Linked DNA regions of Mus musculus: region 1 is linked to region 2. Evidence: chromatin contacts called from public Hi-C data. All regions are on one chromosome and are shown on one strand. The core of a region is the stretch at or near the end of the contact, and the rest is flanking DNA. Distances in the headings are between cores, read along the strand shown. Region 1 holds the start of Ackr1 (atypical chemokine receptor 1 (Duffy blood group)). Region 2 holds the start of Igsf8 (immunoglobulin superfamily, member 8).

The links. A called contact is a pair of places that touch in the nucleus more often than the background predicts.
Region 1: a contact with region 2 is called in a Hi-C map of the G1E-ER4 cell line, with 3 times the contacts expected there. The contact joins the promoter of Ackr1 here to the promoter of Igsf8 in region 2.

The regions. Positions count from the first base shown.
Region 1 is chr1:173,331,958-173,335,670 of GRCm38.p6, forward strand. Ackr1 (atypical chemokine receptor 1 (Duffy blood group)) reads right to left here and starts at 1,546. Exons shown (of 2, transcript NM_010045.2): 1 at 1,433-1,546; 2 at 1-972. The coding sequence starts at 1,453. It overlaps Cadm3 (cell adhesion molecule 3), which reads right to left. Exons shown (of 9, transcript NM_053199.3): 9 at 2,297-3,713.
Region 2 is chr1:172,310,270-172,313,683 of GRCm38.p6, forward strand. Igsf8 (immunoglobulin superfamily, member 8) reads left to right here and starts at 2,098. Exons shown (of 7, transcript NM_080419.2): 1 at 2,098-2,324. The coding sequence starts at 2,267.

The sequences.
Region 1 (3,713 bases), core at 296-2,795, 1.0 Mb after region 2:
TGCAAGGGCATCCATTTGAGAAGCCTGTCTTGTAGGGAGGGAGAGTGAGGACAAGGATCTACGGGTGGTCTGATGGCAGAACAGGGCCAGGAGCAGTGGGGTAGCCACACAGTGCAGCATACTCAGGGCTTCTGTCACATTCAGCATCGCATCAAGAATCTTCTGGGATTGGCATGTATACAGAAGAACAATTTTGGACCTCACCAAAGCATCAAATATGAGAACCATCCCATGAGGCCACCAGAAAATGAACCAGATCCACAAGACACTAACCCAGGGGCCAGGCCCCTTGCTCAGTGCTATCTTCAGCCCCTTGGCTGCCAAAAGAGTCGGTGGCAATACAGTGAAGATGGTAAAACAGATGGCATAATGCATGTACTTCAAAGCTTCCATGTCTCTGGAGGATGGAAAGGCGCAGAAGCCATTGTAAGCATCACTGGCCAGGGCGACTGGCAGCCCTAAGAGGGCAGCTGCTCCCCAAAGTCCCACACTGAGTCCCAAGGTGAAGCCACGGAGTTGACCAATATTCAGTCTGGGGTTCAGGCAAGCATAGCATCCTATCAACAGAGCTTGGGCAAAAGCAGAAGTATACCATACCCAGTAGCCCAGGTTGCATAGGGCTGTGCTGTGGGCGCTGTGTAAGCCTGGTGCCAGGATGGGCACTGCAATGCTGAACAGGGCACTGCCCACTGCTAACTCTGCCAGAATGGGCCAGCTGGGGCAAATCTGCCAGTGGAAGAAAGGTCTGAGAATCGCGAAGAGGATGCCGCCACTTGCCAGCATGCCCAGGACACTGGTGAGCATGAAGAAGGGAAGGGAAGACCTGCCAAGCAGATTACAGGAGTAGCAGGGAGCAGCTGGTGTCAGGCTGTAGTCACTCGAGAGTTCATAGGAGTAGTTATCTTCAAACGAATAATTCCAGCTGTCGAAAGTAAACTGAGTTCCATTCTTGTCTAGTGAAAGGTTTTCCACCTACAAAGTACACCCAGAAAGGACAGTCAGGGCATCTAGCACCTCAATAAAGAGGCTGGGGTATGTGCAGGGCTAGATAGAAGGGGCATTTGGGTTTGGAGAAAAGGGGATCTCCCGGCAGGTCATAGGTGCAGAGAGCATGGTGAACAGGGAAGCTGAGGAGGAGCCTGAATGGACGGAGCCACAGAGAAACCTGGTCCAAGTTGTGTAGAGATCTAAGAGAGCAGATAGATGGAGGGAAGGTGGGGACAGACCTACTGGGACTGCCTGAAAGATGGAGAGAGGAGAAATAGAGTGAGAATGGGAAATAGGAAAGAAAGGGAAAGGATTTTTTTGAAACTGAGAACAAAGAAAAGGGCATGAGAGATTATGAGAAAAGAAAAGTTGAAAATCCTGAGAAGAAAGTAGAAGAAGCAGTAGGACAGAGGCAAGGGTTATGGAACATGGTCCCCACACTCACCGGATACAGACAGTTCCCCATGGCACTGCAGGCTCAGGGCAGAGAAGTACAGGGCCTGGACTCTGTCAGCAGCTGTGGCTCCAAGATAAGTGCCCAGGGCTAATGACTTCTCTCGGGTTCTAGGCAGAGCCAGGGTGTGTGTGTGTATATATATATATATTCAGAGTCACACTCAGGAAGCTCAACCTCACACCCACAGGCTTCTTAAACCTTGGGCTAGCATCGGGCACCATCCTGGGGCTTCCTGTTTTGAAGTTGGATTTGCCTGATCAGAATGACCTCAGGAAACGAACACGGTGAGGTCCACAAAGGGGGAATTTTCCCAAAGGTGACAAGGGGATCTTTCCAGCAAAGGAAGGATGAGGGGCCAGGGGTGACTGGTGAAGCAGAGATAAGAGCCGCACTGGGAAGGTGGAGTGACCAGGCGTCTGATGACTCTCTCTGTTCTCTCTTTCTTTGAATGAGATCCAAAGAAAGAGTTCAAAAGATCCCCTGTTTGGGGGGAAGGTGGGCTAATGGTATTTGGGGTTGGCTCTATCCAGACAGAGTAGGCCTTCAGTTGGAGGCCTTTTGTGCGTGGCAGCACGAGTAGAGGAATGCACATATTTATCTGTGTGTCTGTGTTGGGTATCAGTGTGCCCCCATCTGAGTGCTAGGTGCTGGGTGGTGCTTGGGTGTGGGCATTGTTATCTAGAGCTATGGGTGCTAGAGTGTATGAGGGACTGGAGACTGGAGGCCTGTCAAGGCTCTGTAAAGACTCTCCTTCAGGGAGCAATTGGGCATTTGCCTTACCACCTATGGACTCAATGAATGCATCTCTCACACCAAGAGGAACACATGGTCTGACACATCAAAATAGGCTCTGTGGGACCATGGGATAGCATACTTTAATGTGAGACTATAGCCTATTGGGTAATCTCTATTCATATTCTGTTGTGAAACATACAGACTGTGAGAATGCTTCATTGGTTTGGCATCTCGGCAATAGGTAAAGTTTCTGATGGGAGGTAGAATTGTTATTTCTCTGGCCAGGAGAAATACAGGATACATGTTCAATATGTGGGTTCCCATTAACCCTCTCGGATGAGTACCCAGGTCAAATTTCAGGTGTATCAGGAGGGAGCTAAAAAGAGAGTTTGGCAAAAAAAGAAAAAAAAATGGGTGAAGCTTTCCTTCCCGCATAGCGTTGCTCAGGTCTTTACCTCCATCACAGAGGCGGCCAGCATTGCTGGACAGAGGGTAACGGGGTAGCAGTCGGGTGGCATGCTTTAAATGCAAATATTCTCTGGAAAGCAAAGGACTCAGACACTCTCTGTCCCTCGATTCCACATACAGATGCTCCACAGAGCAGCATGGCAAGGATGCAGTTCCCTTTGAGTGCCAGGTGCCCGGGACATGAGGACAGCCCTTATTTACATGCAGCCCAGCCAGCAGTGAGAGGAGCAGAAAGGAGGCAGCCTGACCACATGGATAATCCAGATATATTGAGGGTGGTCCCTCTGAGATTAGCACAGGAGAGTTAGAAAGATTATAAAGATACACGGTCCCCTCCCTGCTCCCTTCCCCCACTCCCACCCCCACCCACAGACAGACACACACAGCACAACAGCCCCCTCTCCCCCCGCCCCCCTGGTACAAATATGGCTTCTGTGTAATATGGACAGAGTGGTTCAGCTCGAAGAGGAAAAGTTGTTTCCCCAAAAGCGGGTGCTGGGAGACAAGGAGCCCAGACAGGAGCCCATCCCTGGGACCCAGGGCTCCCTTGCTGCTATAAGAGGAGAAGTCCTGGCTAAGTGAGGGGCTACCTGGGGTGCCCAGATTCCTAACCAGGGGCTGGAAGATTCATGAAGGTATTACCTGAACTGAAGGAGTGGGCAGGCCTGCTGGATTGCAGCTGCCCCATTTTGCACACCTGTTGTCAGAGCAGGGAGGACATGCCGGAGGAGGGGGAGTATGATGCCCAAGAGCATCCTGGGTCTAAGGGACAGGGCCAGCCAGGATGGAGAGAGTGAGCAACTCCTCTCCACAGCAACCAGCTTGGCCATAAGAAGGAAGACAGTCAACCAAAAGCTGATATGAGTACCCAGTCGTCTAGTCACTGGGTACAGAAGATGGGGATCCAGGGTCAGTGCCAGGGAGAGGGGTGCATAGCAGAGACGGTGGCCCTAGCCCATGGCTCAGAGATGGGAGGTCCAGGGAAAGGTGGCGAATGCATGGTATTTCAGAGAGGGTCAAAATGCACAGCCCGATAAACCACTTCCTGGGACTCCTCTCTCTCACG
Region 2 (3,414 bases), core at 848-3,347:
GGACTTTGGGCTCCCTCTGCTGGCCACTGCTGGACTGCACAGTTTTGGGAGGGGTGTGTAAACGTTCTCCTAGCCCAGCCCCTAACCCCTGTGTACTGGCACGGGAGTCCCTTTGTCCCAAGCTACAAGGTAATCTCCTGGAAGAGAGCTCCTCCTACTCCATCCCATATGCTTATACCGAGTGCTGACTGTTAACTTGTTTATTCAAAACACGCAGGATATCCCTGAGAGTTGGGGACCTTGAAAGCCTTGCTGACTAGGGCACTACTAAAATCCAGTACAAGGTCTGGCCCGCTCAGTACCCTGCAACATGAATGAGTTTTCGCCCTTAACAGAGTGAACAGTGGAGTACAAGAAAAGATGGGAACCGTCAGACTTGAGGTTTTGTGGATTTGTTTTGTTTTGCTCTTTTGTTTGTTTTGAGACAGGATATATGTGGTTTTGGCTGGCCTGGAAGTCACAGAGATCCATCTGCCTCTGCCTCCTGCGTGCTAGGGTGTGCACACCAGACCTGAGCTTTAAAGTAACACTTTAGTTACCTTAAAATCTGTGTGGCCTTGGGCAAGACACATAACTATTTTAAAAGGCCAGGTCTCTCTTGTGTTAAATGACTTTGCTTGTAAAATAACCTGTAAAGTTTAGAAAGGATATCTTCAGGTGGTGGCGGTGTTATTGTGAAACCATCCCATAAATGGCTATGATGATGATAATCATGATGTTGTGATGGTGATGGTGATGATGATGATGATGACCGACTTTCAAACCGGTACCAGAAAGTCATTCAATCCACTCAACCTCCAGCTAAAGGGAGAATGCTTTCTCCCAAAGTCTCCCGGTAGCTTGCAGTTTTCACATGGCTCAACATGGCTTCTAGAGAAACAGTGTGAAGAAACCAGGCTTGGGATATATCCAGGTGACAAGGAGCAGGTCCCTTAGCCTCTTGCTAGGCAGTCTTGGGCGACCAGGGTTGGAGTTCTGACTTCCCTATAGATTCCCTATCAGTGTTTCTCTGTGGTTGCTGAATGTGGCTTCCACTGGCAGCCCCACGAATACGACTTCTGAGAAGAGGAAGTCACCGCTGGCCCGGATCTCTTTTCCTGTCTGTGCCTCAGTTTTCTCAATAGGAAGCAGTAAGCGAGGGAGCAGGGGTGAAGGGGACAAGTAGGGAATGGAGGTGAAGATCTAGACGTGTTCTAGGCCACTTCCCCCTAATGGGCACTTCCGCGCCCTGGTTTTGCAGGCTGAGCCGCCCCTTCTTCCCATCCTGGCCCCACCCTACTCTCCGCCTTTTTCACAGTTGGAGACATGGCTTTGGGAAGAGGTTTCTCTTCCTTTTTCCTACCTCCAGGCTAGCTCCACCTTCCCCAGCAAAGAGGTGTGTTACGTCCTCTCGTTGGAGACTCCAATTGGTAGAAAGCAGTTTAACGCAAAAACAAAACACCCCCATAGTTACCGTGTGCATGAAACGTATGTGCATGATCTCAGCTAATAATCGCCGTAACTCCTCGAGTGTTTACAATCTCTGTTCCGTACGTGGCGGGGGGGGGGGGGGAAGTGAGCTTGAAAGCATTGAGCTGAACAAGGATCTTCCAGCTAGGAAGTCTGGACCGCTAACCCACTTCCCTTTCGCTTTGCATTCTGACCGGGTATTAGAACAGATTTCCAGCGATCTTCCAGGACTCTGAAGCCCCTTTGGGTCCGCTTCACGTCCAGGAAACCGTGGGTCAGGCCATGCCTACATAAATCAGCAGGGTTTGCTGCCAAGACTCAGTGGCCCACATCACCCAATTGGATTCTGAGTGCGTAACCACAGTCACCCCATCATGCATCCCCAGAGGCCCTGCAAGCACCCCATTCTCCCTGGAAGGCTGGCAGGTGCAGGGCGGGGTGCCCTCTGAGCGAGGAAATGGGGGTAGAGGAGCCCAGGTGCCGCCAGTTCGCCCAGCCTGAGGCCAGAGGCGGAGCCACCATCAGGGTCGAAGTCTGGCCCAGGCGACGGCCTGGGGCGGGGCGAGGCGGGGGCGGGGCCGGGCAGCGGGGCGCGGCTGGGACTGGTCTCCCGAGCTGCGGAGGGCGGGAAGAGCGGCGGGAGGAGGGGAAGAAGGGTGGAGGGCGGGGAGTTGGCGGCTCCCGCTCGGCTGGGCTCTGCGCACCCACGCTTCACTGCTCCGCTTTCTGCCCCCCACCTGGGCATGCGCCCCCCGCGGCCCTGGCCCCCCAGAGCCCACGCCGCCCCCAGGAGTCTCCTCAGAGCCGCCTACGCAGAATGGGCGTCCCTAGCCCCACGCCGCTGAGTTCGCTCCTGCTGCTGCTGCTAATACTTGGTAAGCCAGGTGGTGGTCGCCGCGTCCCTGTCCCGGCCGGGTAGGTGCCTAACACCGTGCAGCCCACCAGCCCACCTTCCTAGCATTTCAGAGCTGGTTGCATCCCTACTTCTCCAACAGACGTGCCTCCACTGTCTCTGGGCTCGGCGTCTCGCTTCCTTTTGCGCCTGTCTGCCCAATCAGTTATGGGGAGGGTGGTGGTGTCCTCGCTCTAGGTTCCTAGCTGGGGCATATGGGCGACCTACTGAGGTATCCCCTGAGACACCATCGGGCCTCCGGAGGCAGGCACCACTTCTCATCGGTTACACCCAGCGTCTGGGGTCGTTGCTACCAAATACCGTGACAACCTTCTGCCCCACTCTCGGCTCAAGGCCTGGTTTTGGGTGTTTGCTCTGCGTGGGCAGTGCCTGGCGGTCTTCATAATTGCCTAGAGTTGGCTGGAGGCCCAGGGGCTGATTCTGACCACGATCTCTGAAAAAAGTCTCCCCAACACCCCCACCTCCCAATATAACATGTCACCATCTGAGGCTTCTTCCCTCACGTGTCTCCACCCTGGGCCAGTTCCCTCTTTGCCCTTCTTCCACGCTCCCAGATATTTGCCTGGTTGTCAGACTCAGTTGGTCCCAACATCCCTGCCTCAGGAGAAACCAGGCTCCATGGAAACTGAACCTGGGATCTCTAAGCACCCAGTGTCTGTCCTGGTGGGTGTTTATGATGGTGTGTTTTCTGGGCCAACCTTGCGTCATGTCTGGTGTGTGTGTGTGAGTGTGAGTGTGTGTGTGTTGAGGCCTGTGGAGGTTGCTAACATTACCATGTTTGGGGTCTGACTTGGAGGGCTCCCTGTAGGAGGTGTTCTGGGAAAGATATGGCATGGAGCAGTTGCCAGGAGACTGAAGCCCTTGAAAGGAACGTGTGTGTGTGTGTGTGTGTGTGTGTGTGTGTGTGTGTGTGTTATGCATATGGAGAAGATACTATAGTGGGGCACCCCAACCTCCTTCTCTGGTTTATACCAGAACTGCGCAGTGTTGTACAGAATGGTTCCTTGGGCTTCTTGGGGCCAGGATGAAAACTCCTTTGGGAACAAGGCGGG